Regions from separate parts of the Zea mays genome. Here region 2 is linked to region 1. A link is a contact called in public Hi-C data. All regions are on one chromosome and are shown on one strand. Each heading gives the region's core, a stretch centred on a gene start, on an enhancer-like site or on the middle of the called end of the contact. The rest is flanking DNA. Distances are from core to core; before and after follow the strand shown.

The links. A called contact is a pair of places that touch in the nucleus more often than the background predicts.
Region 2: a Hi-C map of bundle sheath shows a contact between it and region 1, with 3 times the contacts expected there. The contact joins the promoter of LOC103634602 here to the promoter of LOC100191145 in region 1. A contact is called at or near these places in 3 of 25 Hi-C or Micro-C datasets (bundle sheath, endosperm and leaf).

What each region holds. Positions count from the first base shown.
Region 1 is chr1:53,327,777-53,333,298 of Zm-B73-REFERENCE-NAM-5.0, forward strand. LOC100191145 (putative thioredoxin superfamily protein) reads right to left here and starts at 3,460. Exons shown (of 4, transcript NM_001136581.2): 1 at 3,158-3,460; 2 at 2,653-2,835; 3 at 2,385-2,549; 4 at 1,008-1,806. The coding sequence starts at 3,370. The coding sequence ends at 1,513.
Region 2 is chr1:53,478,639-53,484,160 of Zm-B73-REFERENCE-NAM-5.0, forward strand. It overlaps LOC103634602 (NAC domain-containing protein 92), which reads right to left and starts at 3,117. Exons shown (of 3, transcript XM_008657013.3): 1 at 2,692-3,117; 2 at 2,244-2,521; 3 at 995-2,097. The coding sequence starts at 2,899. The coding sequence ends at 1,528. It also overlaps the pseudogene LOC109943619.

The DNA of each region.
Region 1 (5,522 bases), core at 2,210-4,709:
TCGAAGTTAATTCTCACAAAATCAGAGAGTTTGGCGGACACCAACGAACGCTTTCTATTCTATCGTAGGTTTATCTCCTCTCTCTCTCGCCACTGCGACCACGGACGTTCTCCAGCGTTTGCTTTATTGCGTGCATCCCACCATATATGCCCAAAGACGACCTATCACTTTCACCATTTCCCCTTGCTCTAGAGATAGGGTATATATCCAGCACCATATTCTCTGCTGAGTTTGACTCCAAAAGCTCGCTTTGGATTTGTTCTACTATGGACCTCGCTATCTGTCGTTTTTCACCATTTTACGTTTCAGAAAACAATGCCCTCTCCCGTCTCCATCGAAACCCCAAGCATACCACCTTTGAGTGCTTTCGCCGTGCGAACAATACTTCTCCGTGAACAGAAACCACCTGGTTTTTCGATAACAGACAAGAAGTTATCCACTTGGCAAATACTTTTAGCACGGAAGATTTGAGCACACAAAAAGCACTGGCTCAAAAGAAGGCGCCAACCTTGCCGTGCCAACATAGCAAGGTTCATGGGCCCACCGAAATTGATATGCTCTAGGGTATTCTCTATATCGGTATATTTGGCTTTTATAGATTTCTCTAAAAAAATCCATCCACTATATCCTATTTCCCTTTAACAACGTCATCTATACCTTGAACTCGTATTAGGAACATATTTTATTTCAGTTATTTATATGTATGTATGTCACACCCACAAATGTCTTATATATATATTTTAGTTTTACTTAATATATTATTTAAAATATAAAGATGCATAGAGGAGAGAAAATAAAGTCTTATGTATAGATGACAATACATATTTTAGTTGACGAATGAGTGTCCTCTATATTTAGAGGAAACTATTTAAGTTGTAGAGAAGAAAAACTTTTATTTGGAGTTTATGAGCATATAGTCTCTCATTAAAGGCAAGCCTCATATTTCTTATTCCATCACAAAGACCCTTTGGAAGATCACAACAACGCTATTGAAGCATCACCAGTTTCTCAATCGGCCGTTCCCTGCCCCGAAGGCAAGGCAGGAACTAGCCACAAAACTCAAATGTTATCACAACAATGATCACCACAGTGTCTGATACAACATAAGGAAACTAGTCACGGACTCGAATATTATCACAACAAACAATGATCTCTAAGCACCACAATATCTGGCACAACATAAGGCATGATCGATTATTCTGTTCTGCGACGGACAGATCCCAACGCTACAGGGGAAATGAAACAAGAGCTACACATCCACTTGATCTACAGAATTCGACGAAATAGCATGTAGACGAATCATCCATACATCTACCACACGATTTCCTCAAGGCAGAGCTCCACAACACCGCTCATTGGTACTGCTAATCCAACCGAGCTAAACTACTGGACGACAGGCGGGCAGGCTTCACATGTAAAAAATCTTAGCCTGCACTCTGCTACCATGGGAAGCTACAACCTGTACACACCAAGAACCGCGGAACTATACAGAACGGAAGCATCTAATCATCCTCATGATAACCTCATATGCATTTCATCTTCCTGACGAGACCAGCCTGACCTCTCCTCGGACCCCAGCCTGACCAAAGGCTTTGGAGCCGCAGGAAGCTTTGCAGGCTCGGGAGCAACGACCTCCCCAGGAGCATCTCCCCTGGGGATCAGTTCTGGTTCCTGCTTCGCGTAGGTGAACTGCAGGTCCTTGTTTGCCGCCAAGGCTAATAACTCAGATTCCTCTAGCCCCCTGGTTGGGCCAAGGCTACATCTATCTGGCTTGTGCTTCGCAAGTGCATCCCTGAACTTCTTAATCTGCATTTGGAAATAACACTCCCGTTAGTCCAGATGGGTGATCACAGCCAACACCCAACAGCAATCCCAAGTATAGCTAAAATTGTATAATAGCCAGGAAATCAATCACACAACATCCAGTTGGGTTCGTGAGGGAAAATGTTTCTATCCTATCAGTTAAGTGTTGCAATATTGCATGAACTGCTAGGGGAAACTTAAAATGGTCATTCTTTGCCAGTTGGATTCAACTTAAAAGGTCATTCTTTGCTTGTTATATTCTGCAAGTATCAGAACAAACCTAACATTTGAGTCCAAAACTAAAGTTGGGTTGTCAACAAGCTCTATCCAAATTCACTAACTTTAAATGGCCATTCTTTTCCATTCAAATTAAAAGGTCATTCTTTGCCTCTCATATTCTGCAAGTATAGGAGCAAAATTAGCCATTTGGGTCCAAAACTGAAGTTGGGTTGCCAACAAGCTCTACCCGGATTCACAACTTTATTAACGAGATTTAGCTCCAAGAGGGTGACTAGTAATGAATATAGATCATTTTGGGTTCGTTGCATGTTATTGAGGAGCTGATCGGATCCGGATCTTACAGTTGCGTTGGTACAACTGAAGCTACAGAGTCGTCCCTGTGCTCCCCTGTAGAATCTGAACAAGGGTAGGACATGGACATGAAGGCTGTGGCACATAGACTTGTGCTCCTCGTAGTTCACTTGCAAGAACAGCACATCTGGATTCTGCTCCGCAAATTGACAAATCTGCACGAAATAGATTCCTTAAAAAAGACACAATCTTCTCGAAAGTTCTCGGATATATGAAGAATATCATGCAACGTGAATTCGTTATACTTTTTCCCCTCACCTTGGGGTGAAAAGCACGGCAGCCGCCGCAGCCAGGAGAGAAGAAGTCGACGACGACGAGCCTGTCGCCGGCGTTGGTCAAAGCATCGACAAGGTCTTGGGCGGACTCGATCTCACGCATGTTGGGCTGCAACCCCTTCTCCCACCACCTCATCGATTTCCCAAGCGCAAGGTTCATGTTCATCTGAGGAACCGAACCAAAAAAAAAACAGATCATATTAGTCTTTATCGTTCCAGTTTATTTTTAATTTTTATAGATGAAAATCCAGTTTCTTTTTTTATTTATAAAATTAAAGCTCCGGAATCAAAGAAAACTCCCCCGGGGTGGTCAAACGGACTAGAAACTGCTAAAAGTAAACCTAAGCAGAAGAAAACTAAAATGATTTTCGGATGGGATAAAAACTAAATTAATCGCAAAACTTCGAAGAAAAAATTAAGATACACGTGAACTACGAAAAAATAGAGAGAGAAAAGCCTGTGATAACTAGCACATCCTGAATATTCACCTGCGTCGGTGACGCGGCCCTGGATCTCCTCGTCCTCAGGGTTAGCCTCCCGCCAGGAAACGCGTTCTTCCTCCAGAAGCCCCCGATCCGCGCCGCTGACGGTGCCATCCGCGCCGCCACGGCACCCCTCCGCCTGGCAAGGAAGCCCGGCGCCGCTCGATTGCCGCATGGAGACACCACGCTCCCCTTCGAGATCGCCTGCGCTGCCGCCATCGCCAAACCGCGCTGGAAGAAGGGATGAAGAGCTCGCGAGGAGAGAGACACAGGGAAGGAGAGAGGAGGAATGGAAGATTGCGGAAGCGGCGAAGGAAAGTAGCTCCTTTTAAAAAGAAGTCCCACGGATAAAGGCAAACCGGATTAGAGGAGCGAAAAATCGCCGCGTCTTTTTTTTCTTATCAGTTTAATTTATTTCTCCTTCCATCTAATTATCTCTCCACCCCTAACGAGAACTACTCACTGTCGTCCGATGCACCTCACAGTCTCCCTTTGTTCGCCACGTGGACTGCAAACTCTGGAAGTTTCTCCCCCGCTCGCTGAAAAAAATTCCGGAATGGATATATATATTCTGGATAAGAATAAGAAACGATTGTGGGGCTCACATGTCACGCGGCCGTGGGGATCGGGAGGCGCGCGTGGTGCACGTAGCTCCGCGGGGACTCGTGGCAGAAATGTAATCTTTTGGTCAAGGATGCGGAGGGCAGTGGGGCACAGTCGCAGAGAGAGATGACACGTGCTCGTCTTGATATACAGCAAAAAAAGAAAGATATTGTTCATGAGATAAAAAATACTTCTACAGATAACTTTTTTTTGTTACAGAATAAAATCTATCAGTACTATTTAAAATCATCACAAAAAGGACTATTTAAATTGTTAGTAGATAACTCAGACTCAAACATACAACTCCAGACTTAACAGCGCTACATTCGGTGACATGTAATCCGTCCTTCAAGCTATGAAGACTTTTATAAAGTTATTTCTACAATATAGAATGCGGTGAGTATGGAAATAATTATTTTAAATCTACAATTTTTATTATTTTGTTATTACTGTAACATTAATATTAAAGAGCTAAAATTTTATCATTGTTTTTATCTTTTTCTAACTATCCGATAATTAAAAAATTTAATTTATTCTATTATTTTATTTTTATTAAAATGCATTTACGCCCTAAATTCATACCTTTTTTGTATATGATCTATATTTACAGCATGTGATCGTACAAACAACTCACATCCAGGTACGATGTAAAATTCTGATATTATTTTCTAAAAATATCTTTTTATTTGAAAAAAATACCTCACTCTTAGTTTTGGCTCTTTGGTTGTGCCAACTTATCTGACATGATAAAAACATATTGCGTGATAGTTGGTGTTGATGGGATTTAAGTGGGTAGATGGTGAATGGTCTATAAAAATTGTTTTCAAAACTTAAAATTATAAATACACTCAAGTTGTTTAAATATGTAGAATTGATTACCTACTCCAGTTCTAATTTACAATATGCTATTTTCTTTAAACCAGCTAGTAGCTTGTGAAAGATATGTATGAAGAAGACAACCTATTCACTAATCAAGATATAAAACTTAAATATTAATTACACAGAGAGTAGATGTACTAACATGATACAAGTGCCAAAGCAAGAGTAGTTTGGAGGGCAAACCACACGGAGCAAAAGATGACACAATATATATCATTGGGGTATGAAGCGTCCTCAATCCTCTGGGACTCAAATGTGATACAATTACTAGTCCCAGGAGGCTAGTAAACACATTTATACATCAGATGATTCCAGATCTGCTTAAACGAGACCAACCTATAAAGGTGGCGAACAACTTTAAGAGTTGGTCCACAACTCGGGACATATCATCAGAGTGGGGCTGAAGCAGCCCGATATACGCAGTGAAGCAAATCAGCGGTCCAACAGCCACAGGCAAGGTTGGGAACAGTCGTAACTCTTATCCGATCTCCTTTTTCTGAAAACAACAAATAAGCAAGGGTGAGTACAAACGTACTCAGCAGCCCACCTTCACCCGCGGAATGGGGAAATCAGATATAATGCATGGAATATGTGGAGCTCAGAATATTTTGCAGAAACAACAATATTTTATGCAGGGTTGTTTTGAAAAACATTTTGTACTTTTGCAAAGCGCATCCTCTCCAAAAGGAGCAGGAAGTTTTTCAGTATTATAACAAAATCCCCTGGACTAAACCATCCAGGTATCTCAGTAGTTTCCCACTGGTTTTCATTCTCAAAAACAGCTACTGGACTTCCCGTCCACCATAGCTCACGGCTCAACCGCCGAACCTTTTAAAAACCACTTTTCTCAAAACCATCTCTTTTTTTGGAAAACAAAACATTAATTGCC
Region 2 (5,522 bases), core at 1,867-4,366, 150 kb after region 1:
AAACACTGAACGGAAAGCTGAATATTATTTCTGAGCTAGTTGTAATATTTTTTCTTTATGACCAAAGGTTTTTAATATGCACCCACAAAACATCTTAGTTTTATTTTGGTCATATATATTCTATACTTTTTGTTTATGTATTGTTGTTGTATACATATGGGCCGGTCTGGCACATTAAGGCATTTTGGGTTATTTGGGTCGGCCTGGCACACATAACTAATTGTGGGCCGTGTCGTGGGCCGATGACTAGACACACGTGCTGGCACGACATGATCCTTAATTAGATATGTGCCTTTGTGGGCCGTGCTTTTGTGGTCATGTGTCGTGTCGGGCCAGGCCGGCCCACATGTACAGGTATAGAGCCACTGTGTTACTATCCTCGAGACCACCGCCAATTAAATGATGTTTGATTTATATGGACTAATTTTTAATCTATTTATTTTATTTAGTTTCTAAATTGGTAAATACAGAAACCGTGAGGATAAAAATGGCATATGGCACGGGATGGGATTCATCCGTTTCCATCCATATGTGCGAGTGATGGCACATTGGCACGATCGGTTTCTGTTTCCCGTGTGTCTGTTCCTCTGGCTTTTACTCTCGCGTGGAGAGACGTCGGCGAGGGGCGCGTTGCTGAGGTTTCCGAAACGAGATAAGGCCGAAGCCGGCGGGTAGGCCACCTCGCGCTAGCCATGCCGCGCCCGCCGGCGCGATGAGGACGACGTCGCCTCCAAATAATTGGCCGGATTTGGATCCCAACGGGAGCGGGTGACCCATACCCCGGGCGTCGTCGCGTACGATGGCGGCGGCGGGGCCCATGGATGGAATGATCTATGATCCGCTCATGGCCCGACCCAGCGCATCGCATCCATGAGACTGTTGCGGCTAGATATCGGAAAAAGGCGTAACCGCGTGATTCGTTCGTTCGTTGCAAGGAGCGGCAACAAGTGGAAAGCGGACAAGCGGTACAGGAGGAGGACGGACGAGCTGTAAACGAGAGCTTAACTGAAGCATCAAATTCACATAATGGTATGTCGAGCTCAAGCAGCAATTAATGGCAGTACATGTACATATGAAGCTAGCGCTAGCTGGCTCACCAAGCGCCCAAATTAACTAATCAACCCGTAAAACCCCCCACGCACTGCATTGCTGACGCAGATGCAGGCCCCCTTAATCTACCCCCATTTCATTAATCCTATCAGTAATCATGCTACTGCTAATGACACAATCAGAGTAGGGTACCAGTACTATGTACAGAGACCAATACAAAGGAACCTAGGATTAATTAATTAACAAGGAAGCCCTAATCCCCTGGCGGTCTGGACGGATAATAATCTAGTCAGACCCGAGGTCAGTAGAGGCCGGACCTGGCGGAGGTGACGAACGAGGACGCATCAGCGAACCGGTCACCAACCCCAGATCCCACAAGAGACCAAGATAATCAATCAAATCAAGCAAATTAACCAACCAGACCACGTGACCGGGGCGGGTGGGCGGCCCAGCCACCGGTCGATCGTCGCCCAGGCTTCAGTACTTCCAGAGGTCGGCGAGGTTGAGGGCCGGGTCGTCGAGCTCGGGCAGGAACTGGTGCGACGACGACGGGGTCGCCGCCGACGAGATCTCCGCGTAGCCGCCCGCCGCGTTGGGGTCGGTGCTGAGCCCGGTCTCGCGGGACGGGCTGATCACCGACGCCGTCTGCGCCGAGACCACCTGCTGCTCCGCCTTGCAGTACCTCCGGATCGCCGGGGGGAGGTGGCCGGAGTTCATCGCCGGAAGAGAGAAGTACTGGCTCGGGTAGAACATCGGGGGCGGCGGCTGGTACTGGCACTGCTGCATCTGCAGCAGCGCGTGCTCCTCCATCTTGACCGGGAGGTAGCTCGCGTCCGGAACGGACGCGGGGGCGGGGCCCTTGAAGTCGATCACCTCGTCCACGTCGGCTCCGACGAGGGCCGGCAGCTCCGCGGAGTCGAGGAGCTCGTTGAGGAAGCCCAGCGAGCCCACGCGCTCGAGCTCCGCCGCGCCGGCCGCCGCCAATAATGGCTCGCTCCTCGCCGCCTGCAGCTCCTTGTTGAACACCTTGCACACGGCCCACTCGTCCTGCACCGCACGCAACAAAAAGGACAAGGCGGCAAGAAAAAGAAGAGAGGGGACTTGTTAGCCCACGCCCACCGGCCGGAAATTAAGGGCAGGAGACTTGCTTGCAACGCCGAACGACGGAACGAGTAAGTACACGAGGGCCGGACCTTGGCGGAGCGCGGGAGCGGCTGGGGAAGCCTGCCCTCGAGGCGGAACTCGTGCATGACCCATCCGGTCTTCTCCCCGCGCGGCGCGCGGCCGCGGTAGAAGACGAGCGTCTTCTTCATGCCCACGAGGACGCCGCGGCCCCTGAAGATCTCCTTGTCCTTGCCGGTGGCCTTCCAGTAGCCGGTCTCCGTGGCGCGGTTGGTCCGCGTGCCCGTCGGGTACTTGCGATCCTTGTGGCAGAAGAAGTACCACTCCTTCTCCCCCATCTTGGCCCTGCCTGGAGAAATCAAAACGCAAGCTTCCCAGTTAAATTTAGGCCGCCATGATTCCCAGCCGAGAGAAAGAGAAGTACTACTAGTACAAGCACAAAGTCAAAAAAAAAAGAGGTGCAGGTCTATTTGGCTCTTTGAGGTGAGGACGTATCAAGCAGTAGCGCGCAGTGCTAACCTGGCAGGTCCCATGGCTCGATCCTGTTGAGGTCGACCTCGCCGATGACGCCGGAGACGAAGCGGTGGTCGAGGGCCTTGTGGGTGAGGTAGTGCGAGATGATCTCCTCGTCGGTGGGGTGGAAGCGGAAGCCCGGCGGCAGGTCCATCAGCTGCCCGGCGCCCGCGTCCTCCACCTCCGCCTGGTTTATCACCGACACCTCAGACATCTCCGCCGTGCCGAAAACCAGCAGCCTCCTTCCACTCCAAGCCTCTCCACGATCGGAAGAGGAAATGGCTGCCTCAGGACAGATAAGGAGAGAGAGAGAGAGAGAGAGAGAGAGAGAGAGAGAGAGAGAGAGAGAGAGAGAGAGAGAGAGAGAGAGAGAGAGAGAGGCGTGCGTGAAAGAGAGAGGTGAGCTGAGAAAGAAGGCAAGGGGGCTTGGACTGGAGGAGCGGAGGGAGGGGCTGGGGCGGCATTATATAGAACAGGGTCGTATCTAGAGATGGCCAAACGGGCCGCCCGGCCCGGCCCGGCCCGGGCCCGGTGAAGCCCGGCCAAAAACCGGGCCGGGCCTGCTGTGCCAGCGGGCTTAATTTTCTGTCCAAGCCCGGCCCGCAGCGGGCCTAAACGGGCCGGGCCGGCCCGTTTAGCACGAAAAAAACGGGCCAAAAAGCGGGCTAAACGGGCCGGTAAGCACGTTTTAGTGTAAAAAAACCGTGCTTAACGGGCTTAGAGGTAAACGGGCCGTGCCGGGCTAGCCCGCCGTGCCTAGTTTCCTGTCCAAGCCCGCCCGCTTATTCTACCGTGCCGGGTTCGGACCGGGCCCAAAAAGCGGGCTTCGTGCCGGGCTCACGGGCCTCGTGCTTTTTGGCCATCTATAGTCGTATCGACGCTGTGACGGGCCGGGAGCGGAGAGCCGTGCGGAGGGCGGCTTGTAGACGACGGACCCCGTCCGGCGGGGACCGGGGGGCCCTTCCCCTCACTTCTTACCGCCGGTAGCTGCTGTGTGCCTGTGACTGCCCCACCTAAGGGCTTGTTCGGTTAGCTCTCAATCCATGTGGATTGAGTGAGATTGGATGGGTTTGAATCCCAAACAAGTCAAACCTCTTCTTAATTTTTTCAATCCCATCCAATCCATGTGTATTGGGAATAACCGAACAAGCCCTAAGCTAACTCCAAATTACCTGTCCTAATCGTAATGGCCCGCTCCCCTCCACTGGCCTGCGGAATATTCACTCGCTCGCCGGTTCACAGCTAACGCGGCAACGATGTGGCCGAGAATTGAAAAACCCAGAGCTCTCCCTTTAAAATACCATCACAGTAGGAGCTTCGCTTACTTCTCTGACCTTTGAAAACGAGTGCGGAGCTGGGCGACAGGGAGGCCTATCTGTCTGTCCCCACATGCCAGCGTGAAGAGTTCAACCCGGCGCTACGACACGGACAGGGGAGCAGATATCCTCTCATCCCAGCCAGTTCCTTTCCAGAAAACGGTGAGAAATCCAGATTACCGTGGCAGGCGCTACTCGTGCCGTCGTGCGCTACTCGTCTCGTCCCTAACCGCCGTCCGTGGACCGTGGCTAATGGTGCTCGCTCGATCGCTTCCGTCCCTCGCGCTCTTTTGGGAACATCTGTGTTCGTCGTTGTCTACTGGATGCGCGTAACGCCCCACACGACGGACAGGCAACGGCGAGAACTTTGCGCAAGGATATATGCCGATGGCTCTACACCGGCGGTGTATGGGCGCAGCCGGACCAAAAGCGCACAAAATTCGACAGGGCAGGCGAGCCATTTTCCCTTTCAGAAGGGTGCACGCTCGGCGTCCGCAGTGCCATCAGGGCTCGGTCCCATGCCATTCTCCCAAGCCTTTTTTTTCAGCGTTTCCGTCATCAAGTTCCACGCTTTTTAAGCGGAGCCGCGGAGGACAAAGCATGTCAAGCTATGACGTTCGTCTAATCTGGCTGGAAATATCCACCGGGTTTTTGCTCCCCTTCCCCTCGTGTGATTTTATCTTCCAGACTTCCAGCCGTAAATCTAGTACTACTTATTAAGGGTCTGTTTGGTTGGGCTGTGGCTGTGAAAAAAGCTGCTGTGGGCTGTGAGCTGTGGAAAAAGCTGTTGTGGGCTGTGAGCTGTTAAAAAGCTAAAAAAACCACTAAAAGCCGTTAAAAGTTCTTCGATATTTGTTTTTACAGTTTCATCCGAAAGCCACTAAAAGCAGGTCCAGGGGTGCTTTCAATTTTACACTGCGAGAAAGTCAGCTTTTAGAAAAAGCTGCTTTCTAGATCCAGACCTTTGGTTTGGCTTTTGGCTTTTAGGGGGCAAAAGCCAAAGCTAAAAGCCAAACCAAACACACCCTAAGAGTGTAATAGTAGTCTGCCTCCTGCCGTTCTGCCGTTCTGCCATCCTGCAACCTCAACCGTCCATTCTATTGTTCTACAATTTCAACCGTTCGATCACCAGCCGCTCGATCCCCCACCGCCGCCAGTCGTCCGATCCCATCGCCCGATCCCCGCCCCGGAGGTTGGAGATGCGAGGGATGGCCCCTGCCCCCACCCCCGTTACCCTCGTCCGATCCTCTTCCTTCCCCGCAGTCTCCGATCCGCCCGGCTTCACCAAATCCACCCTCCCCACGCAACAGCCACCGACCGTGTTCGCCGCCCCACCTCCCCACCTGGCGTCCGTGTTGCTCGCCGCCCTGGAAGGGACACGTCCACAAGAGGCAAGGCTGTGCCCCCGCCCGCCCCCGCGCAACTGTCGCGGCGCTCGACGTGTGGACGTCCGAGCCGGCGCCCGTGCAGGAGCGGCGCCGGAAGCTGCTCCAGATGCTGGGGCTCACCGGGGACCCCGCC